Linked DNA regions of Mus musculus: regions 1, 2, 3, 4, 5 and 6 are each linked to region 7. Evidence: chromatin contacts called from public HiCAR-type and promoter capture Hi-C data. All regions are on one chromosome and are shown on one strand. The core of a region is the stretch at or near the end of the contact, and the rest is flanking DNA. Distances in the headings are between cores, read along the strand shown.

Evidence for each region. Promoter capture Hi-C pulls out the DNA fragments that hold promoters and counts their contacts. HiCAR-type assays count read pairs that join an accessible place to other places.
Region 1: a contact with region 7 is called in a HiCAR-type map of astrocytes, with 4 times the contacts expected there. The contact joins the promoter of Prkci here to the promoter of 4930429B21Rik in region 7. A contact is called at or near these places in 4 of 39 promoter capture datasets (cranial neural crest, hippocampal neurons, liver and 1 more), 2 of 115 datasets of contacts at active chromatin or transcription factors (astrocytes and embryonic stem cells) and 1 of 9 other capture datasets (embryonic stem cells).
Region 2: a promoter capture Hi-C map of pre-B cells shows a contact between it and region 7, with 7 times the contacts expected there. The contact joins the promoter of Mynn here to the promoter of 4930429B21Rik in region 7. A contact is called at or near these places in 5 of 39 promoter capture datasets (the C10 cell line, hippocampal neurons, liver and 1 more) and 3 of 115 datasets of contacts at active chromatin or transcription factors (astrocytes, embryonic stem cells and thymic regulatory T cells).
Region 3: a promoter capture Hi-C map of embryonic stem cells shows a contact between it and region 7, with 5 times the contacts expected there. The contact joins the promoter of Cldn11 here to the promoter of 4930429B21Rik in region 7. A contact is called at or near these places in 5 of 39 promoter capture datasets (the C10 cell line, embryonic stem cells, hippocampal neurons and 2 more), 1 of 484 Hi-C or Micro-C datasets (B cells) and 4 of 115 datasets of contacts at active chromatin or transcription factors (astrocytes, embryonic stem cells and epiblast stem cells).
Region 4: a contact with region 7 is called in a promoter capture Hi-C map of embryonic stem cells, with 4 times the contacts expected there. The contact joins the promoter of Phc3 here to the promoter of 4930429B21Rik in region 7. A contact is called at or near these places in 3 of 39 promoter capture datasets (embryonic stem cells, hippocampal neurons and pre-B cells), 1 of 484 Hi-C or Micro-C datasets (B cells), 4 of 115 datasets of contacts at active chromatin or transcription factors (astrocytes, embryonic stem cells, large pre-B cells and 1 more) and 2 of 9 other capture datasets (adipose tissue and liver).
Region 5: a contact with region 7 is called in a promoter capture Hi-C map of pre-B cells, with 10 times the contacts expected there. The contact joins the promoter of Ttc14 here to the promoter of 4930429B21Rik in region 7. A contact is called at or near these places in 3 of 39 promoter capture datasets (embryonic stem cells, liver and pre-B cells), 1 of 484 Hi-C or Micro-C datasets (pre-B cells), 2 of 115 datasets of contacts at active chromatin or transcription factors (astrocytes and large pre-B cells) and 1 of 9 other capture datasets (adipose tissue).
Region 6: a contact with region 7 is called in a HiCAR-type map of astrocytes, with 4 times the contacts expected there. The contact joins the promoter of Sec62 here to the promoter of 4930429B21Rik in region 7. A contact is called at or near these places in 1 of 39 promoter capture datasets (pre-B cells) and 3 of 115 datasets of contacts at active chromatin or transcription factors (astrocytes, embryonic stem cells and large pre-B cells).

The regions. Positions count from the first base shown.
Region 1 is chr3:30,994,056-30,998,001 of GRCm38.p6, reverse strand. Prkci (protein kinase C, iota) reads right to left here and starts at 2,231. Exons shown (of 18, transcript NM_008857.3): 1 at 1,917-2,231. The coding sequence starts at 2,017.
Region 2 is chr3:30,600,743-30,604,799 of GRCm38.p6, reverse strand. Mynn (myoneurin) reads right to left here and starts at 2,713. Exons shown (of 8, transcript NM_030557.3): 1 at 2,105-2,713; 2 at 1,000-1,296. The coding sequence starts at 1,265. It overlaps n-TVaac8 (a tRNA gene), which reads right to left and starts at 3,530; the gene lies at 3,458-3,530.
Region 3 is chr3:31,148,250-31,151,773 of GRCm38.p6, reverse strand. Cldn11 (claudin 11) reads right to left here and starts at 1,854. Exons shown (of 3, transcript NM_008770.3): 1 at 1,399-1,854. The coding sequence starts at 1,624.
Region 4 is chr3:30,967,421-30,971,368 of GRCm38.p6, reverse strand. Phc3 (polyhomeotic 3) reads left to right here and starts at 1,954. Exons shown (of 15, transcript NM_001165954.1): 1 at 1,954-1,995. The coding sequence starts at 1,982.
Region 5 is chr3:33,798,878-33,802,909 of GRCm38.p6, reverse strand. It overlaps Ttc14 (tetratricopeptide repeat domain 14), which reads right to left and starts at 2,727. Exons shown (of 12, transcript NM_027619.4): 1 at 2,474-2,727; 2 at 1,830-1,954; 3 at 1,520-1,719; 4 at 1-51. The coding sequence starts at 2,631.
Region 6 is chr3:30,790,719-30,794,508 of GRCm38.p6, reverse strand. Sec62 (SEC62 homolog (S. cerevisiae)) reads right to left here and starts at 1,633. Exons shown (of 8, transcript NM_027016.2): 1 at 1,126-1,633. The coding sequence starts at 1,161.
Region 7 is chr3:32,363,241-32,366,888 of GRCm38.p6, reverse strand. It overlaps 4930429B21Rik (RIKEN cDNA 4930429B21 gene), which reads right to left and starts at 1,400. Exons shown (of 1, transcript NR_027966.1): 1 at 1-1,400. Zmat3 (zinc finger matrin type 3) reads left to right here and starts at 1,224. Exons shown (of 6, transcript NM_009517.2): 1 at 1,224-1,385.

The DNA.
Region 1 (3,946 bases), core at 982-3,481, 1.4 Mb after region 7:
TAAATGCAACTTTTTTGAGATTGATGTGTCTGTGTGCACGCACACACATGCACACACACACACATGTGATATGTATGGGGGGTGGGGTGGGGGTGCCACAGTGGCCAGGAGAGGGTATTGGGGTCCTGGAACTAGAATTGCAGTATTGTGGGTCACCTAACACAGGTTCTTCAAACACAATCTGGATACACTGGAAGAGCATCGAGTGTTCTTCATGGCTGAGCCCTCTCTCCAGCTCCATAAGTACAACCTTTAAAACAGTAAATGCAAGCTGCAGAAGAAGTTACCCACAACAGAGCCTTTGGAGACTGGAGGGTGAAAAGCCACAGTGCTACTGACACATGTACACAATATGCACTCTCTTACCAAGCACACGCATTTACACTGAACTCTCGTCTGTAAACCTGTCAACTAGACAGCTTCTTTAGAATCCACGGCATTTCCTCCTCTACACCTAATACGCCACAGGCTGCTAACTTTATAAGTGGAACCTACTCAAAAGCAACGTTTCTCAATCCGTAGATCTAGATCCCTTTGGGAGGGGTCTAAGAGCATCCGAAAACACAGATATTCATGTTACATTCATAACAGTAGAAAAATTACAGTTACAGGTAGTAGCAAAATAAATTGGGGTCACCACAACATGAGGAAGAGTATTAAACAGTTGCAGCATTGAGAACCACTGCTCTAAAACAAATGTCTCTCAAATTATCAGAAAGTTGTGTGTTTGTCCTCGGAAGGATGGGCTGTGGCTCTTCCAATCTTGCAAAGTTTGTTCATGGCTGACCATGAACCAAAATGCCTAAAGCAATTATTATGACAACTACCAACTTTTTAAAAATTTCAAAAAAAAAAAAAATTAGTGCGTTTGCGGAGACTATTTTAACCTCATTTTCTCTGTTTTAAGTGAAAAGAACATTGTCTACTGCAAATTCTACGAATTAGTCCCAAATCAGTCAATGTCAGAGGCTGGAAGATAACACACAAATCTAAGGCCTTACATGTACACATTAAGACATGTGCAGCTTCAGTTCTCTTGAAAGGAAAACAAGAAAGAACCGGGAAGGTCTGCTATCTTCACTGATCCCCTCAGGAATGTGAAAGCACGCACAGCTCTTTTAACCTTGTAGCACTTGAAGCTTTTAAAAGCAATTTATTTCTGCCTAGACAAGCAGAGAGGTCTTCTGTTAATCCCTGCTCTCCAGTCTTTATGCTCACGCTGGCCTTTCACCTCAGCAGAGATCCTAAATTATCTCAAACCACACACTGAAGTCAAAGGAGAGGAAGAACTTTATGATAAGTCACGATAGAAAATGATTTGGGCTATGCTCAGAACTGGATTACTTTTGGCAGAGACATTAGTTTAAACGTTTGGTAATCAAGTGGGGTAAAGATCGTTTCTAGAATTTAAAGCCTTGGCTTCTCACCTTTCGATAGCTCACCCTAACTTCCAAAATGTGGGTCAGCACATTTGCACCTTAATTCTGACCACCCAGGATCCAGTGCACATCCTATTAAAAAGTATCGACTTTGGTACTAACTCTAACACCTATAGCGGCTCTCTGACCATAGTCCAGACTTATTTCATGAACTCTCCCACGGCGAAGGATAGATGTAAACCTGATTTATAAGACGGAGGCTTCAGGCCTGTCTGCAATGAAAGGAGCCACCTAACGAAGCAGTCCAGGCTTGCGTGCCCACAGTAGTGAGTGAACAGAGGCTTCCCTCGAAATCTTCAATCCACCCAGTCCCGAAACAGTTGCAAATTTCTCCGTCAGCTGATTTGTCCTCCCCTCCGGTTGCGCCCACTCTCCTCCGCCGACTCCTGGCGACCTACACTCATACGTCCAGGGTGCCACCAACCGCACCTCTCGCCGCCCCCACGATCGCTCGGGTCCCTGACCGCCAACACTCACCCGCGGTAGTAGGCTTTCACCCGGACCTGGTGGGAATGGTCCCCGCCGCCGCCGCACGCGACCGTGTGGGACATGGTGCTGCTGTCCCTCTGGGTCGGCATCTCCTCACTCCCCCGCCTCGCCGCAGGAGGCCGAGGGGGCCGGGGCAGCGCCGGGCGCCGCGAGGGTCTCGGCCTCCCGAGCCTGTCGGGAAGCCGTGGCCGCCCGCCTCGCCGACCAACACGCCTAGCCCGCGGCGCGGAGCGAGCAAGGGGTCGCTTCGCCGCCAAGCCCGAGCCCCAGCGCTCCTCCCTCCGCCCGGCACAACACGCCTCCCGCCGCGGCTCCTCCCACCACGCTCGCTCCCAAGGCCGCATTCCGCGGCAGGGCGGGCTCAGGAGTCGCGGAGCCCCGGCGCTCTCATCCTCACGGGGGGGAGAAGAGGCTAGCAGAGGGAACAGAACCCACCAGCCTACTAACAGACGCTCTGAAATGGGAATATACTTGGATATTAATATAAGTAATTGTAAACCACGCCTTTAAATGGAAGGATTTCTACAAAACAACCTACAGAGCACCCACGCTCAAGGTTGCTTCCCCTATTTCTTCTATTTAGTCTCGTCCCAGCTAGCCCGCCACGCTTCCGGAATGTATTTGCTGCGCGGGATTCTGGGATTTGGAGTCCCGGTGGGATTCTGGGACTTGTTCCTTAAGTGTAGAGTGCCGCGTTTTCGATCTTGTGCTTCCCGGGAGTTGTAGGCATGGAAGTCCTGAAAACCGCTTGAGTATCTGAGGGCACTGGAAAGATGGCTTCGTCAAGATGTAGAATCTCCTTCCAATTAAATTCTCCATGTCAATTTCATTGATCATTGAAATTAAACAGTTCCCTTTTGGGGGAACAAGATTTGATTACCTGCTCAGCAAATCCTTTTCGGGGAGAATTTAATAATGTAGGTAGCAAAAGCATTAGTGAATGCAACGAAAGAAGAAACTCAATTGGGAGATACCACAGGAGAGAGACTTCTTCAAGGCCCTCAACCCGTGAATATTGCCATTCTATAGAAGAAAGTGCCCAGTGAATACTTAACTAGTGTGTCAGTTCATTAGCATTTATTTTACTTACACTAGTCTGGTCGAGAATTAGAAAAAAAAATCTGTCCGTGTAACTTACTTTCGGACTTCCTCAGATCTTGCCTGTATCACTTACTCTACCCTTAAGGTAGCTTGAATCTAGCCACCAGGTCAGCTCAGATAGCAACATGTGCAAATTGTTGAAATAAGCAAAGATATGGCTTTCTTTTTGTTATTGTTTGTTTGTTTTTGGTTGGTAAGAGGTTTTCTCTCTGTAGCTGTCCTTGAACTCATTCTGTCAGGCTAGACTCAAACTCAGAGATTCGCCTGCTAGTGCCTCCTGGGTCCTATTAAGGGCATGTGTCACCACTACCCAGCAGCTTTCTTTATAATCATACATTAGATTTGGTTGCTTGCTTTATCAGAGCTACTATGTGTGACACTTAGCTTGGTACTAGCTTCATCCAACGTCCACAAATTTGGAGTATATGAAAATTTCCACTAAATAACTTTTTTTTTTTTAACAATTAGAGGCTGCATCATCACGTTAAATATGGATTGATTGCTGATGGTCATTTTTTTTAATTATTATTTTATGTATGAGCACCACACACCGCCTGGTTCCTGCAGAGGTCAGAAAGGGGTGCCAGATACACTGGAACTGGAGTTTCAGATAGTTGTGCTGGGAATCAAACCCAGGTTCCCAGGAGGAACAGCCAGTGCCTTTAACTACTGAACCATCTCTCCAGGCAGAGATCACCAATTTTTAATTGCATTATTGAAACTTTTTAATGCTTTGTGACAAGTTTACAATTATATAAAGCTCTAGAAAAATAACTAGCATATAAGAAGTAGATATTTATGAAGAAATAAAAGGTAATTCACAGAAAATTCTTTTTTTAAAAAAAATTCTTATTCCTTACCACTTTTGAAAAATCTGTCATTATTGGCTTCATAATATGGTTTTAAAGGTTACCCAA
Region 2 (4,057 bases), core at 1,464-3,963, 1.8 Mb after region 7:
GCATGCAGATGTGTGTGTATTTGTGTATGGAAGCCGCAGACGATTCTGCGTGTCTTCCTCTGTTGCCCTTCACACCCTATTATATGAGACAGGATCTTTCCCTGAGCTAGAAGCTCCCAGATTCTGCTAGGCTGGCTGGCTGGCTGGCTGGCAGGAGGGCGGGCGGGCGGGCTAATGAGCTCCACCCCAGCAGCACTGGTATCACAAAACTGCTTTTATTTGGTGGCTAAGGACCCGAAATCAGGTCCTCATCCTTGCACGGCAGGCACTTGACCAATGCACCTCTGGAGCCCAACGGTTAAGACCCTTAAGAGAAACACAGTGATGCCTCTGGCTTGATTCAAGCTTTGGATAGGTTGACAACGGGAACAGACTTAATGCTACTTGCATTTCCACGAAGTTACTTTCCAGAACCACAATCAGAAAGTCCTGCACGTTGCCATTTAAATATGAGCACTAGAAGGCCATGAGGCCATGAGGCCTGAGGTGGTTCTTCAACAACTCTACTCCAAATACCCTAGAAGCAGCAACGGACAGAGACTGTGTGAGAGAGGGCCTGAGGGACATGAAGACCAAAGGAAAACCTACTTTAAATTCAGAATTTGCAAAATTGAAATAGAGCCTTTTTTTTTTTTTTTTGGTGAATAAGTCTGTCAGATGGAATTCTTGACTTTAATGTGTATTGTTTGTTTGTTTTTGTTTTTTCAAGACAGGGTTTCTTTGTGTAGCCCTGGCTGTCCTGGAACTTCCTCTGTTGCCCAGGCTGGCCTTGAATTTATTAGGTCCTGCCTGCCTCTGCCGCCCACCACCAGCTTTAATGTGTTTTTTGTGCTTACCAAACATCTTTTCATCCTCAACAGTTCTACTGAAGCTATAGTGTGTGTGTGTGTGTGTGTGTTGTGTAACAACACTGAGAATGAGCATGGAGAGCAAACTGGAAAAACAGGAATCTAGCTCTAAAGACTAGATTTTATAACTGAATAAAAACATGTACTTTACCTGTCGAGATTTAAAGTTCCTGTATATATAAACTCCAACAGTTTCTGAAATCCGTCAGCCTTCACCTGACTCTGATCAAGAAAAACATTGTTCTCAGAAGTGCTTCTGTAGATCGCCCCAAAATACTCACTAAAGGAGGCAAGCACATTCCTATGCGCCTTAAACTGGAATTCTCCAATCACTACGGTACAGTCGCAAAGAAATCCCGCTTCCCGTTGCTTATTCAGTCTCTCTAAAAGGTGCTCACAGTGGTGTGAATACTGCATTTTGCTAGCAGAATGGGATTTCACCCTTGATCTAAAAAAGACAAGAAGAGACGGTGAACTGATAGCCGTAAGCTTTCATCAAACATTCACCCATGCAGCGGTAAGGGAGTGTGGGACAAAAGACTAAACCCAAAGAACACAGCTCTTCCTTTGCCTCCCAACCCCCAAAAGCCTCATCGAACACTCGTGGTGATTAAATGCTTTTCTTTGTTTTACTGCACTAGAACACTAATGCAATAAAAGGCAGTGAAAAAAACAAAAACAAAAACAACAACAACAAAAAAAAACATGTCACAGTTGTAAACAGGGCCGTAAAATCCTAAGCTTCTAGAGTTGACCCCTCAAACTTTTAAGCTCCAACAGGCATCTTTACCTGAAGGTGCTTAAACAAATAGACTAAGAAAAGCCTCCTTGAAACAGGATAAGAACACGATACGAGTTGTTCCCATTGCTCTCTGATCACTGAACCCTGTAAGCAGAGATGGTGAGGTTCCAAGCTCCAGGCAAGTGCAAGGGGGCGGGAACGCCCCGACCCGCTGTGTCAAAGGTTCCATCACTCTCCGGAGGAGGACACACCCCTTGCCTGCCCGCTGCTTGCTTGGCAGCGGCGGAGGGCGACAGTCCTAGCCAGTCCCCGGCCACCGCTGCCTTGCACTCCCAGCTTGCACTCCCGCGAGTTCCCACGGCACCGGCCATGACTACATATACCGCGGACGCTGCCTCTGCCTAGACACCCTCCTCCGCCCCGAATCGCGCTCGATCTCCGAGGCGCCGGACCACATAAGACCCCGGGATCCCAGAACGCAGGGACGACAGGCCAGACAGAGGGCGGCACTCACCCGTAGCCGCCCAAGGGAAACAGTTTCTTCACTCTCTCACCGCCATCTTGGGAGGACGTCACTGCGACGCTCCGCCTCTCCCTTCCTCCTCTGCGATAGCGTCACGTCCGGGTGTGTGGTCCATTGGGGACACCGGAGATAGGACGCTAAAAGTCTACTAGGGCCGGCGAGCTGGGTCTCAGAGCCCTGACTTCCCGGCATGCCCAGGTCTCCGGATCACACCTCCTTGCTCACTCGCATCCGGTGCGAGCTGCTCACCTTGTCAGCCCGCAGCTGTCGGCCCAGATTCTGGATGGAGACCGGGCTTGAGTGCAGAGCCGGCCTCTCCGGGAACCGCGCTGCGCGCTGCATGCTGGGAGTTGTAGTTCTTTTCCTCGCCTGTCATCCTGTCTTCATTAGCGCCCCTCCAGTGGAGATGACTGTGTTGTGCACCCTGGTTCTTGACCGGGGCGAGTGGGAGGGATATGCTTAAGTCGAGACCAATCACTCCTTCCTCTTTTGCATATCCGAAAGCTCTTGGGACCCCCAGAATTCTGTTTGAACCGGCTCACCAAAGCTCATCTACCAGAATGCCCTTACCTGGCAACAGAGATGAGATGTTCGAAAGCAAAGCAAAGCAGCAGGGCACACTGGGCATGCGCAACGTGGGAGGAAGGTGGGCTTTCTACCGGAAAAGGTTTTCCTACGTCTGAACCAGAATAATTTTAGCACAGTTATTTACCTCGAAATCAGAGTTAGTGCAGTAAAGGGAGAAGAGCAAAGTTAAGTTTTGATGTGTTCTTCCCTAGAACCTGCGGACGTCATAAATCTTAAAAAGCACAACTGAAACGTTTGTTGGTATAAGTTACGTTTATGCTTTTTAAGGAATTTACCTGTGACTTTATTTAAAAGACAGTCTCAAAAACTCTGAGAGTTTTTTCCATACCGGAATCTTTTTGCTTATATCTCTGTGAAGAATTTGTGAATAAAACCACGAGTCGTTTTTATAAGAAAAATGTTGAGGCTACTTTTTTATATGTCTGAGTATAAATTTCTTTTTAATTTCATCTTTTTGTCAAACCCTTTCGATAATGTGTTAATTCTGAAATATTTAGTGAAGTTGACATATAAATTAAGAACAAAATTTAGCCTGACAGGAGGGGGGGGAAATGGAATCTCGAGGGGAGAAAACTGAATACAGACATGCTTCAGAGGCTAGAGATTGGGAGAATGCCTTCTAGAATCAGTAGCTACCTACTTCATCAGCCCTTTTTGTTGCTGCTCTCGTCTGTGTGTTGGGGCGTTTGTTATCAACATTAAAACAGCTGATTCAAGGTCGTTTCTTTAATGGGCGGGTTACCGTTTTAAAAGATATGTTTCCGCCCGGTTTCGAACCGGGGACCTTTCGCGTGTTAGGCGAACGTGATAACCACTACACTACGGAAACTTGGTTGCACTGGTGTGTTGAAATGTTCTTCTTATGTGATGTCGTCATATACGTTTCACACCTGTTTAAGGTTTATGCATTTTTCAATGAGGAGAGAGAAAAAATATTAACAAAGCACAGTTAACTTAACAGGCTGAGACTATTTAAAAGTTTGAACTTGTTTGCAATTTCTTTTTCTCCCTTCCTTCCTTTCATTCATTCTGTCTTTTTCTTGTTTTGCTAAGCCCGGCGGGTACACCACTAGAGACCAGCAGGCACACTTAGTTCCTGGCCGAATTTCATTTTTTTTCTCATTTTAGACAGGTTATGCTTTCCTCCAGCTGGGAAGCAGCGGCGCGCTGTAGCCAGGGCCTGTGATTTGGCGCAGTACAGTGCTTTGGCGGGTTTTGGTGGAAGCACGTGTAAATTACCCTTTTCCCCATCCTGCTTCGAAACCAAAGCTTCTATTTGTGTGCTGTTTTAAAGCCCCTAAAGGATGCGCGAAACCAGACACCAAGACGTTCATTTTTTGCTGCGCAGTGTACTTT
Region 3 (3,524 bases), core at 605-3,104, 1.2 Mb after region 7:
AGCGTGTGGTATACTATGTGGTAGAGGCAAGGTGTGGACCAGGAGAGAATGCAAAGAGAATTTAAAATATAACGTGGGAGGGGAGATATTGCTCAGACTGTAGAGAGCTCACCTAACATAAACAAAGCCCTGGCTTCGTTTCCTACTTCTGCATCCTGGGATAAAGCTGAGTCAGCAGTGAGTGAGCTGTGAGGAGGGAGGTGAGTTCCAAATGTCCTGTCTGTAAAAGAGAGGGCACCTAAGGCTCTAAAAGGGGGTACAGAGTCTCTGAAAACCCCAATGCGCTCTCGGGAGAAGGCACAAATTTAGCTCCTCTCGAGACCTTAGGGCCTGGCTATGCCCTTAAATATATACATGACCCAGACAAGGCCAGAGGGAGTTAGGCCACCTCACCTAGGTGACAGTGAAGCCAAAGGGGGTGACAGATTTCTAGCAGAAATCCACAAGTGGTGCTCACAACCACCCAAGTCATCCAACTGGCTACAGGTTTCAAAACTGTTTCCAAAAACTTTCCCATGACACCCAAAGATGCTCCCTCCCAAACTCCCTCACCCTGGGTTTCCAAGGCTGCCCGACATTCCCGACCCCACCACCACCACCACCACGACCACCCCACCCCACCCCACTCTGTGACCCTAGGCATTGAGTGTGTCTCCCTGGTGGAGTTTCCTCCCCGCAGGGTACTTGTTCTTCCCAATAGCTAGCAGCCTGCTGAGCAGAACTGGAGAAGGGTGTCACCCTGGCAGAGAGAGGGTGGGAAGCACAGTCACTGCAGGAATCCCAGGGGCAAACGGTAGGTAAAGATGGTGACAAGTCAGATAAGCAGGCCCTGAACTGAGAGAACCAACTGAGACTCACTAATCCGGGCAGTCCAGAGACTCCTCGAATGTGAACGGAACCTCATCCGGGTGACTCCGGAGTGCCATGCAGTCTAAGAAGCTCAGCTCAGCCTACACCTATTTGAAATTGCCCTTTGTTCTCTTCTCCTCGGGCCTATAGACAGCTCTAATCGGAAGCCCACTGGAGATGGCACAGTGGGGGTGGGGGGAGGACTGGAGTGTCTCTTTGGTCGATTAGCTTGGGTACCTGGGATGATGAAATCATGGGGAATTAACAATAGTGTATATGATTTCCCACCATGTGTATATGATTTGATTCATGAAATTCTCAAAGCCATTGATTGACCAGTGTTACCTTTATCATCTCATGTTCAGATAAAGAAACTGAGGCTGACAGGTGGCTCTTTAGGACTAATTCTCCTACAGGGTTGGATTGGAGATGTCAAAAATGTATCATCCAGAGGTCTCTGAGTCTCCAAACTTCTGAGAGCCCTGTCTAAAATCCCCAATTCTAGCCCAACCTGCCTCTGGAAGCTGCTTGCAAACTTGGAGTCCTTACCTGGAAGGATGAGGATGTCCACCAGGGGTTTGCAGTGGTAGAGACCAGTGGCCATGACGCAGTCAGCCCACAGGCCCTTGGAGCCCAGTTCGTCCATTTTTCGGCAGGTGGGGATGGTGTAGCTGCAGGTCACCACCCAGTCATTGGTGGACGTTGTGACGATGATGCCAATCCAACCCACGAAGCTCGTGACGAAACCCACCACCTGAAGGCAAGTGGCTACCATGGTGGCCGCAGCGACGTCCACGCAGCTCGACTCACACGGATTGTGCCCCCTGTGTCGTCCTGGACAGAGCCTTCCCTAGGCTTGCCCTCTTGGCCCTCGCGAGCCGCTGGCTCCGGGCTACTCGAGATGGGGAGAGAGCGGCTGCAAGCACTGCTGCGACAGCGTGCAGCGGGGACAGGTGCGCCTGGAGGGGACTGCAGCGCTGCTGGGCAGCGCGTCCCCGCCCCCTCTTTAAACTCCGGGGCCCGGGCTGGCAAGCGCCAATCCGCGACAGCCCCCGAGACGAGCCGGCCAATCGCAAGCCAGGCTTCGGTGCGGGTGTAGAAGGGAGCAGGGGCTGAGGAGGGGCAGCAGGCTGCCCCACGGCTGGTGACACACGGTCAGCGCTGGGAATTAAATTAATCCCATCCCGATAGGGACCCGCAGAGTGAAGGGGGCGCGTCCAGCTCCTGTTGGGTTTGTTAAGCGTAGTCTCACTCCTAGAGAAGTAGTCTCTCTCTCTCTCTCTCTATGTCTCCCTCCTAAACTTCTACCAACTCTCCGACCGCTCCCTCTTCTCTGCTGTGGACACTTCCAAGGGCACCTAGTACATTTTCCTATGCCCCTAAGGAACAGAGGGGACACATTCAGCACTCCGATGTTGCCATAAGAAAAGACCGGGGAGAGGGCTTAGATAGCTTAGTAAGTGAGGGCCCTTACTGCGCTGGCACACGAGAGAGCCTCAATCCCAATGCCCAGCACCCAGTACAAAGCCTGCCATGGTGCTTACTAAGTCCGTAACCCGGTGCTGTTAGACTGATACGGAAGGACCTCTGAGTTTGCTAGCTGCCATTCTAGAGCCAGGTTCAGTGCCATTCTGTGGCTCGAGGAAATAAGGTAGATGGGGATAGAGCAGGACACGGGACATCCTCCTAGTGCACACGTGTGTACACAGACACACACCCCACACACACCGCCACACATAAACACACACATACACACTTCGCAAGAAACAAATAACACAATAAAGATGGTGCCAGCAGAATTAACTCTGGTCACAATAATGGTGACGATTACTCACTGTTATTAATACTTGATAAGTGCATGTGTTCTTATACCACAGCTTACTGAATTGTCCACACTTTGCAGTGGGGACAACTGTCAATTCTACACAGAAGAAACAGCCCCCCAAAGGACAAGCTCCTGAAGTTCACACAGCTAGGAAGGAGACTCCGTGGGCCCCGCTCATTCCTGTCCCTGACCTTTCCTGAGAATCCATCCTGGTTATCACTTTCTGAATGTTCCTAAAGGGCTTGGTGTTCCATTTGTGATACATTAAAAGCCAGGCATTCTGCCCAGATCACTGTAAATAAGTTAGCTTCTGTTCTCCACCGAGAAAACCGATAGCCCAGATTGAGTGGGAAGCAGAAGCTATCAGCAAAGGCTACCAGGCAGCCCCCTTCTCTACACGCATTCAGATAAGGCTCATTCTGTGCCCTTGGGCGGAGGGAGGCACTGGGGATGAACCCACGGACTTGAGCAAGCCAGACAATGCTCTACCATTGAGCTACAGCTTCGGACTTGTGCAATTTTAAGTCAAGAAAAGGATTGCTTATCTTACTGTATGGCTTGATCTAGTCACCTGGGCCTCTTCCCCCTCTCCTCTTATTCTATTTAAAATGGTGGCAGATTTCAGCAAATGGACATTTTGCTCATCATCCTGTTGAGCTTGCTGCAGTTATCCCCATGATGGATGGGGTCATACATGCCACCAACTCTTCAAGCCAAGACTGCCCTTGATCAAGGAGACTAGTGGGATATCTATGTGGCTGGTGGGTTGGTCTTGGAGTGGGCTGTCTCTCAGTCTATGTGACTGGTGGGTTGGCCTTGCACTGGGCTGGCTCAGCCTATGTGACTGGTG
Region 4 (3,948 bases), core at 705-3,204, 1.4 Mb after region 7:
TGTGCTCTGGGTCTTCCTTCTTGAAGTAAGGAGGTTTTAAACGTATTTCTGATTTTATAGGCACCCACAGTTGAGAGACATTAGGTTTTTAAAAGACTTTGGATTTTAAAAGAGACTGGATATTTTACAGAGCCTGGATTTGTAAGTGTTTGAATTTTTAAAGCCTATGGGACTTTCTAAGTTTGTAAAATGTTTTATATTGTGATGTCTTTATGTGTGATCTCAGGGATGGGAAAGAAAGGAAAATTTGTGGCTTAACAGTGATGTGTCTCTGTGTCAAACTGCTAAGGGGTCAGTTGTACTGTCTAATTTTATGCCAACTTGACACAAGGCTAAAGTCATTGGCGAGGAGGGAGCCCCAACTGAGAAACTATCTTAATAATATCAGTGTGTAGGCAAGCCTGTAGGGCATTTTCTTAGTGATCAATGTGGGCAGGCCCCACCTATTGTGGCTGGTGATCCTGGTTCTATAAGAAAGTAGACTGAACAAGCCAGTAAGCAGCAGCCCTCCATGACCTCTGCATCAGCTCCTGCCCTGCTTCAGTTTCTGTTCTGACTTCCTTTGGTGATGAACGGTGATATAGAAGTGTAAGCCAAATAAACTCGTTCTCCCATGACCTGCTTTGGGGATGGTGTTTCATCACAGCAATGGAACCCTGAGACACTGAGATTAGTGCACTTCATCTCAGGAAATAGGAGACACTGTTTACGATCACTATGCTTCTTTCTCAGTCAAGAGCAACAGAGATTTGCTTATTTCTTGGATCTATGAAGCAAAGTCACACTGTGTATGTATGTCTACAAAATCCACTTTTCAGACTATTTTGGATACATATTTTTAATGTTTTATAGTTGTAGTTAATTTTTCTTCTTTCTTTCTTTCTTTCTTTCTTTTTTTTAAACACAGTCTTACATATCCCAGGCTAGCCTTAAAATTTCTGTTAGACCCGAGGTGGGGAAAAACATTTCCACAACTGTCTGATTAAGCAAGCTATACTTAGACTGGCTAAAGGCTGCCTCATCCAAGTTCAGGTTTCAGAAAGCAGCCCCTCACTGGCTTTTGAGGTCTCTGTTGTGGGGCAAGGATTAGGGTTGATAGATTACAGCTGTTGAGAGCGTTGGCTGTTAGCACCAGGACAGAAGAATGGGGGGACTCAGGGCTCAAGGCCGGCTGTGAGGTATACAAGGGTAAGACACTATATGGAAGGGGAGTCATCAGAGATGTTCAGGAGTTTAGCAAGGCAAAGGAGTATACATCATGGGGTTACAAATTCAGCAGAGGTTAAAAAGCATGGTTTTCAGGATATCTTAGGTTCAGGAAACAGAAGCTTACCCTTGCAAGGTATGGGGACACCATCCCCAAAGCAGGACATGAGGGAAAGGGTTTATTTGGCTTACACTTCTATAGCACCGTTCATCACCAAAGGAAATCAGAACAGGAACTCAAGTAGGGCAGGAACCTGGAAACAGGAGCTGATGCAGAGGCTGATGCAGAGGCTGTGGAGGGCTGCTGCTTGTTCAGTCTGCTTTCTTATAGAACCAGGATCATGGGGTTTCTGTTTTACATTATATAGTCTAGGATGACTTTGAATTTTTATTCAAAACAACACTTTCTAAGGGCCTAGCCATGTCTGGTTTATGTGGGGCTGGGTATTGAACCTAAGACTTGATGCACGTTTCTGAAAGTATTCTAGCAACTTCTACATTTCCAGCGCTAAGCAGAACTTTTTCTATATTCGTCGCAGACCCCGGGCTAAGACAAAGATTCTGAGCCATAGAAATAGAGGGTGTCTGGGAAGGACCACTTAGGGAAACACAGGCCACCTCACAGAGAGAGTTGAGGTGGGAGGGAGCCTGGCAGTCGCTGGCCTCACGTGACCTCTGCGCCCCCCGCCCCCCAGATCCCGCCCCTCGGCTCTTGGCTCTTGCAGGGGGAAAAGGAGGCGCATGCGCACTTCGTGTTAGTGATGGAGGAGAGAAGATGGCGGAAGCGGAGTGAGTGACTTGCTGGTGACTGATGTCGTAACCGGGGGGCGAGTGAGGGCTGCGACACGTTCCCCCGAGGCAGCTCTTGGGGCTCCGAGGCTGGCGGTGCAGGGCGGAGGCGAGGCGGGAGCCACGGCGTGGTGGAGAAGCCCGACTGTGGGAGGAGGATGGCAGGTCCAGCCAGCCTCCCCTCGGGAGTGCGTGCTGCGCCGTGCGGTCCCGGGGCTGTGTGGTCCTAAGCGCACAGCTACCCGGGGGACCCTAGTCTCCGGGCTCTCCCGGGACGCGAGCCCTGCGGCGCTCGGCCGGGGCTGTCATTCCAGCCGCGGTCCCCGCCGAGGTGTGTCCGGCTGGGCAGGCGCCGCCGGGCCTCCGCGCTGGCTCCTGCGGGCCCGTAGCCGTCTGTCTGTCCGTCCGTCCGTCCGTCCGTGCGGCGGGGGCGCGGGGAGGCGCAGGGAGGCGTCCGGACAGCGGCTGCGGCCCACGGCCGAGGCTCCCCACCTCCCCGGCCTTTCCTTGCAGTCCCCCTCCGGGCTCGGGCTGCGGCGGCGAGCCTCCCTCCCTGGAGGGCCGCATTCTTGGGTAGCGCTGTGATGCTATGCTCAGTTGGCGACTTGAAACTTCAGGTTCCCGGGTAGGCCTCTGGAGTGCCAGAGCTGAACGCGGCAAGTATTTCCGTGCCAAGCCCGTGCGCTCCCCGAAAGTGTTCTTTTGTACCAGGCCTCGAAATGTAAAGCGATGGTTTGCCCAGTTGCACACATCCAATGTTTAGAATTACTGTCTAGGTTCCCTGACCATTTTTGGTTCGTCAGAACTCACTGTCTTCTTCGCCCGCCTTTGGGCTTTGAGAGCACAGCTGAGCAGAATAAGACTTTGAAAGGCCAGGGTTTACGGTGGTGGCTTGGATGCCATTGGTCCCGGTGCCAAAGTGTTTTGACACGCAGTAGTTTCAAGATTTTACCTTACTGCTGATTGAGTGTAGTATTGAGCAGGTGCCATATGATACTGTGGTTTGCTGATTGGAAGGAAATGAACAGCAGAACGTCTAAAAATGTGATTCAGCTCCCACTAAAAGAAGTTAGCAGCCCCATCTGTTTTTCCTTTCACCTTACTTTCTCCCTTGTATATTGGAGCTGTTAATACAGCCTATGGTGGCTGGAGACTCCTGAGTCTCATTGAGGCCAGCCTGAGCTACGTAGTGACACCCTATTTTGTTTTGATTTTTAAGAAAGAGAAGTAAATGTTCTTGTTACAGGCTTGTCGACGGTGGGAATGCCAGCCGGTTCAACTTTTATTTCTCAGGAGAAAAAGACAGACAAGGAAGGAGGAATCCAGTGGATTCTCATGGGGCCTTCTGAGCCTGGGGTGACAGCTACTGTGGTTTTAGTTTGTAACAGCATGGAAGCCCTTAGAGGCTTGGCTTTATTAAAGTATAGATTTCTCAGTGGGTAAAAATTTGTACTACAACATAAATGACATAAGATCATAATACTGGAGGGAAAAGATTAGAAAGTTTGGTACAAACGTGTACTTTACTGGTTGTGCATTGGAAGCTGAATAAATTATATTCCACACCCCCAAATTTTAGAGCAATTTTCTGTGGGGGGGGGATTTTTGTAAAGATGTAAGAAGTTGCTTATATTTGCTACTTTATTTCTTTATTTCTTATTTATTACTTAAGTGGGCTAATCCGGTATCAAGCTAAACTTCTGACACTAGAGTTAGTAAGGACAATGGTGTCGTCTAAGAAAAGCTACTGAGAATTGAAAAAAATGAACTTAAAATTTCTTACGTATAGGTAGCTGCGTATATGTGTGTACATTATTGCCATGTATGTGCCCAGTCCCTTGGAAGCCAGAAGAGGGCATCTGATCCCCTGGAACTGGGTTTTGGAGGGTTGTGTGGGTGCTGGGCATCAAACCCAGGTCCTTTGGAATAACAGTGCTCTTAACCATTTGAGCC
Region 5 (4,032 bases), core at 1,478-3,977, 1.4 Mb before region 7:
AGGATCTCCATGGTTACTGTGAGAAGGCACATCTCTTAAGGGACAAAGAGCCTGCAAGGAGAAGTATTTGAAAACACCACACATTTGACTCTGGCAAGAACAGTATCTCGTATCTTAGTTATTCATTATGAATGGTAATACTGCACATTAACAATGATAAGTCTAAGTCTAACACTATTTCCTTTTTAAGAATCCATAATTATACATATTTACAGGGTACAATTATATAGTGTTTACAGGGTAGCAAATCAATACACATATACCATTATCCTATTGGTATAATTAGTAATAGACAGATACCATTTCTTTGGGTTTAGTCTTCAGATTCTTTTCTGGTCATAGACTAGCCACCCTCCTGTGCTCCAGAACACCTCATCCTAATCCAGCTGCAGTTACCTACTTTCCTTCAGTCCTCTCCCCCTTTTCTGACTCTGGCCACTCTAGTCTACTGTCTTTTTCAGTATTCACAATGTGAACATGTGATATCTGTCTTTCTGTGTTTGCCTTATTTCATCAGAGACAGGGTCTTTCAGGCCATCCAGCATACTTTCATTCTTTTTGATGGCTTTAAACAACTGTTAACAGACATGTCAGTGACTTAAATTTAAGAATTTTTTTTTGTTACATTTTGTGTCCAACCACAATAAAACTTGTTTTTTAGCTTTAAGAACCAAGATACAGTGGTGGCACACTCCTTTAATCCCAGCACTCGGGAGGCAGAGGCAGGCGGATTTCTGAGTTCCAGGACAGCCAGGGCTACACAGAGAAACCCTGTCTCAAAAAACCAAAACCAAACAAACAAACAAAACCCCAAAAAACCAAAACCAAACCAACAACAACAACAACAAAAAAAACCCAAAAACCAAGACACAAAAGCTATTAGCATTTTAAATGAGGTGTGCACCCTCCTGTTGTATATGTCTTCTCTTCACATGGTGAGACAGAGAGCCGACATGAACAGTGTTGGGGTGAAGCACTCCAAACGGAGGCAAGCACGTTATTACAGCGAGAGAGAGAGAGAGAATGTTATATGTTTAATATGATAGGAAGGACTTGCTAGATTACTTACATACGAACATCTAATGTGCAATTATTAAGCATATGTTTAACCACAAGATATCTGTTCAGAATACCAATGAACATCATCACAACCACTAATCTCTATGATGTCAAAAAGGAGACTGACCTGCAAACAGAGTTCTCCAAACCTTGAAACACCCACAATGGAGGAAACGTAACACTCTAGTACTTGTTTTTTTTTGATAGGGATTCACTATAGAGATCAGGCTGGCCTTGAACCCACCTCTGTTCAGCCCACCTCTGCCTCCTGAGAACTAGGGTTAAAGGCATGTACTGTCAATGTCCAGCTCTCTAAGGCTTTTGGTAAGAACAACTACTGTTTTTTTTTTTTTTTTTCAGCTTATCTTTAACCCTCCCCCCCCAATATCCTACCAGGTAAATGTAAACAGACTTGGATAAGCACATAATTTTTGCATGGGATGAGTGTAGAGTGACTTACTGTGATTTCTAAGTGCGAAATATCTCTCACGATGCCACTTCCTAAACAGATCAACACCATGAAAAAACCAAACTCCCGAATAGAGCTAATTCTTCCAATCACTATATCACCACGTTCAATATCTCGGAAGAAGAGCTCTCTCCGGTCCATGCTTGGCATCTCCATGAACTGCTCTAAGGGTGGCATGACCGCATAAAGATCTGGAATAAAATAAAACCAAATCACCACGATCATTCTGACTTCCTTCTCCTTTGATAAAATGCTTTAAACTAACCAGTAAATCTTGAAAAGCTTCTCAGACTAAACTTACTGTCATTGTCGTCATGCACTTCAGAGGGTGGAGATGCGTCTGATTTCCAAGACAGTGCAAAAAGCAGATCCGCTTTTTTAGAGATGAATTTTTGTATTTCAATGTTGTCAACTCTCTTCTCTTTCCTTAAAAGAAAGGTGACTATATACATGTACATATATATATATATATATATATATATATATATATATATTTTTTTTTTTTTTTTTCACTGATCCACGCTCTCATACATCCAAACTCGTGTACGGCAGTTTTCATCACCCAACCCTGCTTAGTGTCTCCAGGGGAAGTTTTATTTATTTTAGCTTTTCAGTATGCATTTATTTAGTGCTGTGATGTGGCGTCCATGTGCCACCGTGTGCAACTGGGGGATCATAGGACAAGGCTGGGATTGGTTCTCGCCTACCCTTGCGAAGCCTGGGAATCGGTCAGGTCAGGCCGCTCGATGGAAAGTGACTTTACCCACTGAGTTCCGGAAGAAGTTTTAAGCCCGTTCTCTCTGGAAACGGGAGCAGGGAAGCTTTGGCGGCGGCTCGGAAGGCGCATCCCGGCCATTCAGCCCGGAGCCAGTGCCTGGTCACACACCCCGGGGCTCGGTCCCTCCTGTCCGCCCCGCGCCCCGGCCCGGGTCACGGCCCCGATACCTGCCGGCTCCCGGAGGAGGCGCCGCGCCGCGGGCTGGCTCGGCCGCCGTGCCCAGCAGGCTCCGGAAGTGCGGGTTGTCCTGCTGTTCACTCCGCAGCAGCGACAGCAGGGCCGGGCCGTGGCAGCCCAGCGACTGCCGCAGCAAGTCGCGGTCCATGGCGAGCCCGCCAGGCTCCGGCGTCCGAGCCCGCGCTCCCGCAAGCCGAGGGAAGCTGCCCGGACGCGCTAACCTCCCGGAAGCGCTCGCGGCGGCGAGCTGCCTCAGTCTCGCGAGACCTGGCGGGACTACGGGAACCCGCAGGAAGCGCGAAGCGGGTCTGGCGCCGAGGGCGGAGTAAGGCTGGAGGTGTGACGTGTGGGGACGCCTGAGCTTAGCACGTACGTCGGGCTGTGTGGTTCCTAGGTCGCCAAGGCCAGAGCTCCGGTCTCTTTTTCACCGGGTGCTGCCGAGTTCAGCGGTGCAAGGGTGGCTGGGCGGCCGCGGAGGAAGTTTCCTCAGTCCTGTCTGCCCGGGGCGGCGCCCGCGTCCCCTCAGGATTGCCTCAAGGTGGCGGTCGCAGGAAAGCTGCCTGCTAGACCGACGTGGGGCAGACAGACAAGGACCTACAGTTGACTTGGCGGCGGCTGGAGGCGTGTCCACCTTGTTTCTCGCTGCCTTTTAGAGGGATGTGGCTGTCACCAGCCCGGAGAGCTTTAAAGCGCAGCGCGCATGCTCTGTTCTGGCGTGGCTTTGTAGGAGTTTTAGGATAAGCTGCCTACTACTAGGGTGATATCTGTGGGCTGCCTGGTACACACTGGTACCGAGTGCTTTAGGTGGCTTACTTAAAACTGGCCAGCGTTTGCTGGCTACACTTCAGTGCTAGCTCTACACCGAGTGTAACCCATAACCCCACACAACTTTGTTCTACACCTGGGCACCACACCCATACCATCAGGGCTTTTGTTTGTTTGTTTGTTTTTTGTTTGTTTTTTTGTTTGTTTTGTTTGTTTGTTTGTTTTCCAGTTACAGGGGTTTCGAATTCATTTTCTTTCGTGACAAATACGTGATTTTTGAAAGGGACAGGACACTGGATAGTTGACCAGACCAGAGGGGGTACAATGGAAAGTGAGGGAGTTGGTTAGTGCTTGGGTTTTCAGCATGCTAGCCAAGGATTCTCTCTACCACTGAGCTACAACCCCACCTACATTTTTTTTAACTTAAAAACTCTCCAAGAAACTTTAAAGAAATATGAATAGTTTAATGAACTGTTGGGAGGGGGTGGTACAGGGTACGAAAATGGTGAAGGAAATGAAGAAAGCAGAATATTCCAAACAGATTTTCACTGCTTGGTTTCTAACCCTACTTTTACTGTGATTTCAAATTTCATCTTAAAAGTAAACACATAAGCCGGGCGTGGTGGTGCACGCCTTTAATCCCAGCACTTGGGAGGCAGAGGCAGGTGGATTTCTGAGTTCCAGGCCAGCCTGGTCTACAGAGTGAGTTCCAGGATAGCCAGGGCTACACGGAGAAACCCTGTCTCGAAAAACCAACCAACCAACCAAACAAACAAACAAAAAC
Region 6 (3,790 bases), core at 384-2,883, 1.6 Mb after region 7:
AATTAGAAATTTCTATTGTCTTGACACTCTGGTTTTAAAAACCTATGTGAACTTGGAATCTGTCTCTAGTTCCCTTCTGTAACCTGTTCAAAATTATCTTGTCACACCTGCCAACTTCCACACTCACTGAACACTGGTATCTTTCCCACAGTATTTAAAATTGTTTTCAACTGTAACTTACATAGTTCAAAAGGCCTGTAGGCCAATAACTTGATAAGTCTTTAAAAAAATGGATATAAAAGGAAAACAGAAAAAGACATCCTACGTGGGGAACAGAAAGACAAGAATGAGTGTAACAACTTGTGACTGACATATTAACAACTTACTAGAGACCATCAACTTAGGCCTTTGGTTTCTGAGTGAGCTCTTGAGGCGCTCACATCCATGTTTAAGGTGCATCGAACAAAGGACACCCAACAGGGCGAAAACTGCGGGGAAGAGATGCTCAGGTGACATTCATAAGGGATGAGGGAGGCACAGTATGTAGGGCGTGAGGCTGACAAGCTGGCATGTGGAAGGTTTCTGGGTGCCACCAGCCCATTGCAGCACTGACCGGGCAGGGTTTGTTTACATCGTGTCGCCTGGAAGAAAGCCGGCAAGGTTCAAGCCCGGCTATTCGGTTAAAAGAGCCATTGGGAGGGGAATGGAGGGCACACGCCGCTTAACATCTGGAAGGAGCCCTGGGGCCGGGCGGCCCGGGGCCAGCTGACCGACCGACCGTCTGCAAGCACAAAGAACCGGCGGCGGTGCCGCAGGTCAGCCCTCCTTCCACCCCAGCTACCGTGGCCTTAATATCGGGACGCCAGGGAGACACGGAGGAGGGAGGGAGGCCGGCCGGCGCCTGGCGTCCGCGCTCCCCGCGCAGGCCCGAGCCCTCCGCCGCAGGAACGCGGGGCCGGACGCGGGATTCGAGCGCCGCGCCTCCCTCCCTCCTTCCTTCCCCGGACGCACCACAGAGCCCTCGGCCGAGCGGCCGCTAACACCGTCCCGCCTCGAGACCATCCCGGCGCCGCGACCCCGCGGAGACGGCCTCCGGGCGTCCGGCCGCTCGGGACGTCTCCCCCTGTCCCTCCTCGTCCCAGCGCGCCCGAGCCCGTCCCCGGTCCCACGGCCCCGCCGAGCTACCTGGATCCGCTTCTTGTGTCGCCTGCGTTCCGCCATGTTGGCCGCTCCGCCCGGTTCCTTCTGACGTGGAGCGAGTCGGGGAGGGGGCGGCTGAGATCTCGCGAGAGCGCGGCGGCTCGCGGCCCGTTATGTAACCCGCCGCGGGCTCTGGGCTGGGGGCGGCCTCCGTGGTCTTCCCGCCGTCCGTGCGGTGGCGGACGACGCGGGCTGCTTCTGCTTCTGGTCCCGGAGGCCGGCGCCACGTGAGTCAGAGCGCTGGAGGCTGGCAAGTCGCGTCGGCTCTCAGCCCTGACTGAACGCCCGAGTCACCTGGCTGGCGTGTAAACACAGATCCCCGGGCCCCGCCCCTCAGAGTCGCTGACGCCGCCGGGACCACCGGGGCGCACAGCGTCACCTGTGGCGCTTCCTGCCCCAGCGAGCCCCGTGGCACCCCACTTCAGTCCCGCCAAGTTCCCCTTAAAAGGTGGAAAACAACTTCAGAGTCTGACTCCATTAAACACAGCTCGTCCCCAAAGCCTTGGAATGTCCGCTCCTCACGTGACACCTCACAACCCATCCTTAGACTCCAGAAGGCTGGATGAGCCCAGGGAAGTTAAGGTGGAAAGGAGCAAGACTAGTTGGGATGCAGTAGACTGCAGGCCACTTCTATATGACTATTCTGACGACCTGCTATATGACTATTATTCCAGAACTTTCTAGACCAAAGACATGGGTAGTTAAGTGCTTAGGTACAAGTTCTGATGACATTGTGGCTGTAAGAAAGTTGAAAAAATGCAGAAAAGATAAAACCAATAAAGTTTAATTCTATCCCTTGAGTCAGTTAATCATTTTAAATTTCTTTTGTCCTTTATATCCACTTTGCGTGTACATGGGATGTGTGTGTATGTTGAATTTATAAGTCTTCTCTGTTCCCCCCCAAACATCATGGAACCTGGTAGCCTGTTTGTTGTTGTGGTTTTTTTTTTCAGTTTTGCATTGTAAACTTAATTTCAAAATCCTTAAAGTTTTCTATTTCATATATCTGACATAATAATATGTAGTTGAAGCAAAGCTCAGTACTTTGATGCCTGATCATTTATATACTAAGATAGCTGAAGGTTGGTGGTTTTTGTTTTTAACTATGCAATTCTACTCTCAAGAGATCTGTAATTTGGCTCTGCTGTCAGGAAGCAGGGGAGAACTAATAATTCTTACGTATTAACACAAAACTTGGAACATACAATATCTTGTTTTCTCTAGCCTTTCCTACCCAGATGATTGTCAGGACAAGCTAATAGCTAGCAGATGATCTCCCTGAGATTGTGTGCCTCAGATTAACATAATCCGTGACAGATTTGCTCCCATAGGCAAAGCCCAGGAGAAAATAATTTTAGGAAAGATTCCTACTATTAATATGCTTCTCCTGTTATTATTAAACATATATAACAATCACTAGGTATTAGCCTACCTCTTTGAGCAGATCTCTGCAGTTGCAGATCTACAGAGATGTACTGTCTTGTAGGGATGCTATATAGACAAATGGATGACTTAATTCTTAATGATGATCCTGTAAGGATTCCTAAAATTGTACCAGTATGTATTAAGCTGTCAAAACTGCAATGAGAACTCTGCCAGTCTCTGTCACCAGTTAATTGCCTCTACTACTCAGAGCACATTCCAAAAGGTTGTAAAACCATTAACCAAAAGTCATAAAAAGGGAACTACGATTATATTATAGGTGCTAGGACAGAAGATACAATGTTGACTGGGTTTATCTATACAAAACTTCACTAGTAACTTGGTTATGTTTTTTAACTCTCTGTGACCCTGTAGAGTTGTGACAGGGGATGAATGTTTAGCCAGGTAATTACTCCTAATGGATATACATGTAAACATTCTCTGCTGTAAACTTCTATTTCAATTTATGATTTGAATTTATGAGTAAACTTGTGACGAACTTTTTACCATGTGATCATGTGTTCTAAAAGATGTATAAGTGCTGCCGACAGAGAAAGAAACAGAACTAGGCTGAGGAGGACTTTTTAGTCAGATCTGAACAGAACCTTTTAGAAAACTAAACTGAGGACAATTTTTTTAGTCATGACATAAAAACTTTTTAGAGAGAACTGAGCTCAAGAACTTAGAAGTAAAGGCAGAGCATTGGGAGAAAAGGCTTTGAGAGTAAGAGCATTGCTGTGACATCAGAGCAGGAGGAGAGAGAAAATTAGAAGGAGAATGCAGAGTGGAATAACTTAGAAACTATAAGGTAACACAAAAAAACTAAGAGACCAATCTGCAGAATGTAGAGGGAAGGAGGATAGGAAAAGAAGCTACAGAGAGAGCAGAAGGAGCAGGCAGGCTTTTCCTTACTATGGGACAGAACAGGTAGGTCTTTTCTTAATAATAAGACAGACTTAGTCTTATTTAAAGGAACAAAGTTTTCTTCTACAAACTTAGGTTTAACTCATTTAGCAATAAAAGGGTAGAAACTTTTTCTTTCTCCTGCAATAAAGATTGCAGCTCATTTTTCATCCAGAATGAGTGCATTCTTTCTGCACTGGTGCTTGGTCTTTTGCTCCAAGTGCATACGTGAGTATGGGTGTGTGTGTGTGTATAATTATGTATGTAATTATGAGAATGCATACAAACTGAGCCCAACTGGTCTGAATGGAGATGTATAAATGTG
Region 7 (3,648 bases), core at 151-2,650:
AACGCTAGACTATGGGCCTGTGATGGATAGTACAGACTGTCAATAGGAGTGTTTCTGGATTAGAAACCGAGGAGGGAAGACTCACCCTGAGTGTGGGCGGCTTCGTGGATGGAAAGCAATCGAGCAGCTCCTCCCGGTTTCCTGACTATGGACATTTGTGACCAGCTGCCCCACTTTTGCTCTCATGGCTTCCCTGCTGTGATGGACTGTACCCTCAAACTGCGAGCCAAAATTAATTTTCTTCCGTTGCCTTTGCCAGCCATTTTATAAGACGGGACATGTGGGTGAAAACGAGGATGAGGGTTGTCAGATGGGAAAGGCCAGCCAGGGCCCAGCATGGTCCCAGCTAACAAGAGTGAATGGCAAAGTTCTGACAAAGGGCTGAGAAATGCGTTTCTACCCCGCTGCTTTTAAAACAATGAAGCCATTTGGTATTTTCACATATACAGCACGTGCACTGAACTCATCTGTGCGGTGGATTACTCTTCCCGATGGCGGGTGCACACTGGTCTAGTCTGCTGAACAGTCCTCGAATTCGCGAAGCCCGCCCGTACCTGGTTGTTGGCGCATGCTCCAGTCATAGCCTTGCATTCCCGTGTAAATAGGCAGTCTATTAGGCTGAGTTGAGGCTCACCATATTTAGATCTTGGCATTTTAGTTTATGGTTTACACAATAACCACACACAATGTGAAAGTACTTGATGCTGCGAAACCATACTCTGCCGGTAATATGGAAAATTCGTGTCATGTTATCCAAGGAGAAACCCCTAGCCACTATACAAGTATTCACATGCAGAAGGTACAAGCCGGCAGAACAAGCTAGGGCTGCAATCCATCCCAGCGCCTCTCTTGAAGGTATCCCGGGGACTTCTGCAGTCCTTCGGGTCCTGCCGGTGAGCGGGCTCCTTTCCAATGTCTTTGGGCGGAGGCGCAAGGAGTGCAGTTTCCAGGTCTCAGAGGAGAACCTCCGCCCTCCTACCAGGCTCTGCCAAGCTTCTGCCCTCATCGCTTTCAGGGTAGGCTGGGGCAGCTCCGAGGAGCCATCAGGGCCAGGGTAGGGTACCCTTTCGAGTCGCTGTTCCGCACCTGCTCGGCGTCCCGGGTCTGCGGGAGCAGCCGCTTGTCCGTGCACATGCGCAGTAGCGCTGCCGGGAGCCCTGCCTCCTCCTCCTCCTCCTCCTCCTCCTCCGCCGCCGCCGCCGCCGCCGCCTCCCGGTTCCGCAGTCACTTCCTGCAGCTGTTTCCCGGTGGCTCCGCTCCGACCGACTTTTGACAATCAGCCTCCAGCAGCGGAGCGGCCGGTCGGCGGCGGCGAGCGCAGAAAGTGGTCTTGGAGCGGGCAGCGGCGCGCGGGGTGGCGGGGCGGCTGCGGCCTGCCGGTTCCGGTGAGTGCGGTCCTCGAGTCCGCTCGGTTGCGTCCGTGTGCGCGTGTCAGCCTCGCCCGCGGCGTCCAGCGGGCCACCGATCCCGATCCCGCAGCCATTCGCACAGCCGCCTCGGCGACTCGGTGCTCCCGGCCGGCATCCTCGCAGGACCCGAATGCGTGTGAGCTTGCCCAGCCCGGGAATGGCACACGCGGGGGCGATGCTGCAGGGGCGCAGTTTTGAGTCCTAGATGCTGAGCCTGGGTCGCCAAGGCCTCCTCCCCTTCTAAGCTTTCTTCTGTGATGTAAAACAGCCTGCCAGGGCTGTTTTTCTGCCTGCCACGTTTTGGTGACCTCTGAGTAAGGTTTTCTCTTGTCTTCTCTTCTCCGGAATACCCAGGGGTAGCCTTCCTTACTTTACCCGGACGCCAGGAACCTGTTCCTGGATTCTCTTCTTTGCCCTGGGTCTGTTTCTGCTCAGGGGAGGCTGTTGTTTGCAGTACAGCCGGTGAGGAGTAGGCCCCAGCCCAACCGTGGAAACGTGTGCTGTGGTCATTCATTTCCCTCAGACCGGTACATGGTGGAGCTGTGATTTTCTTTAGTGTCTCTGAGCTCCCTTCCAAATTAGGACATCAAGCGCTGTGCATCCTTCGTGTCTGCCATCGCACACGTCCAATCGGATGGATTTTGAGATCTGAGAAGTATTTTTATAACAGCTTCTAAATTAGTCTCTTAAATTAATGCAGCAGTTTGAACGGATCCGAGCATGTTTTTGAGTCTGTATTTCAGCTTGTGTATTCACTGAAGCTTAGCTTTGGTTTTATTTATTTTTAGAGTTATTTATTTATTTATTTTTACCCAAATGTAATACCTGTTGTGATTGTCACCTATAGACTTTTGGGGGAGGGCTTTTTTTTTTAACCTTATGTTGATTATTAAATCTAACAGTATTTTTGAGGTCTCTATTCTTTCTTTGAACATTATGAACATAAAATGTAATAATAGGTAAACCTGCACTGTAAACACCCCCACCCCACCCGGCCGGCCAGTGTTTTGCTTTGAAATAAGGCCTTTTTGTGCCTCTGCTGGGAGGAGGGCCTTGTTTCTGCAGGACTGCTGCATGATTCTGGGGCCACGCATGCTGGGGTTTCATCAGGTGGGAGTAAGCATGTGAGAAACAAGCCCAGGCATGTCTTGGGAGCATGCTGATTCGGTTCTCTATGTATATTGCTGATTTTCTATATCCAGATGTTTTGATATCCTGCCCTGTCCTTTCTCTATGATCTAACAGAGAATCTGGATGACAAGTTAGGGTCAGAATGACATGGTCCGTTCTATCTAAGTAGTTAATCTATTTAAAAAGATGATTTCATTACCCTGCCTCCAATATCCCTAATCATCTTTGCTCTTTGAATGTCTTAGTTGGGAGACATAATATTGTTTCAGAGAAACTTACTGTTTAAATGTATCAGATCTGTATCACTTTCCTTTGTGTTTCCAGAGATACGGGTAGTTGATTATTATCCTTTTCTAGCCATTATGATTAATGAAAAGTGTTGCTAAATATTAAGACTAACCACTCTTAACTGAATGACTTCCCAGTCAGTGGCTCCTCTCCACTGTGTGTCTACAAATGTTTTTTTCCCTCTTAAAGCGTCCTTGAGTCATTTTAGTAAGACTGTTAGTGTCCTAGCCTACACATCTTCATCACAGACAGGGAAGCTCAGTAGCCGAAGACACCGAATTCTGTTGACCAAAAAAAAAAAAGAGCTTAAACGATACTCCTAATAGGATGGACGTTAGACTTCGTTGTTGTTGTTGTTGTTTTTGTTTTTTTTTTTTTTTTTTCGAGGCATATTCTCTCTACATAGCCCTGGCTGTCCTAGAACTCACTGTGTAGACCAGGCTAGCCTTGAAGCCAGAGTTCAGCCTGCCTCTGTCTCCCAAGTGCTGGGATTAAAGGTGTGTGCCACTACCATCTGACTGGAAGTATAGACTTTGAAATAGGATTTTAATTTGGATAATTAGAATCTGAGAAACTTGAATGGTATTTACTGTGGGGTGTTTTTTAAGTAGTGAGAACTAAAAGATGCTGTTTGGGGAGCAGAAGGAATCAGGGATAAAGATATAGAGGGAGTGGAACATAGTGGATCTATTCTGAGGAAAACAGAATAGAGAGAGTCTTGGCTTCTTTTTTGTTAGTATGATAAAATATCCTGGCAAAAGCAACTTAAGGGAGAAAGGGTTTGTCTTAGAGTTCAAGGTACCCCTGTCATGGTGGGGCA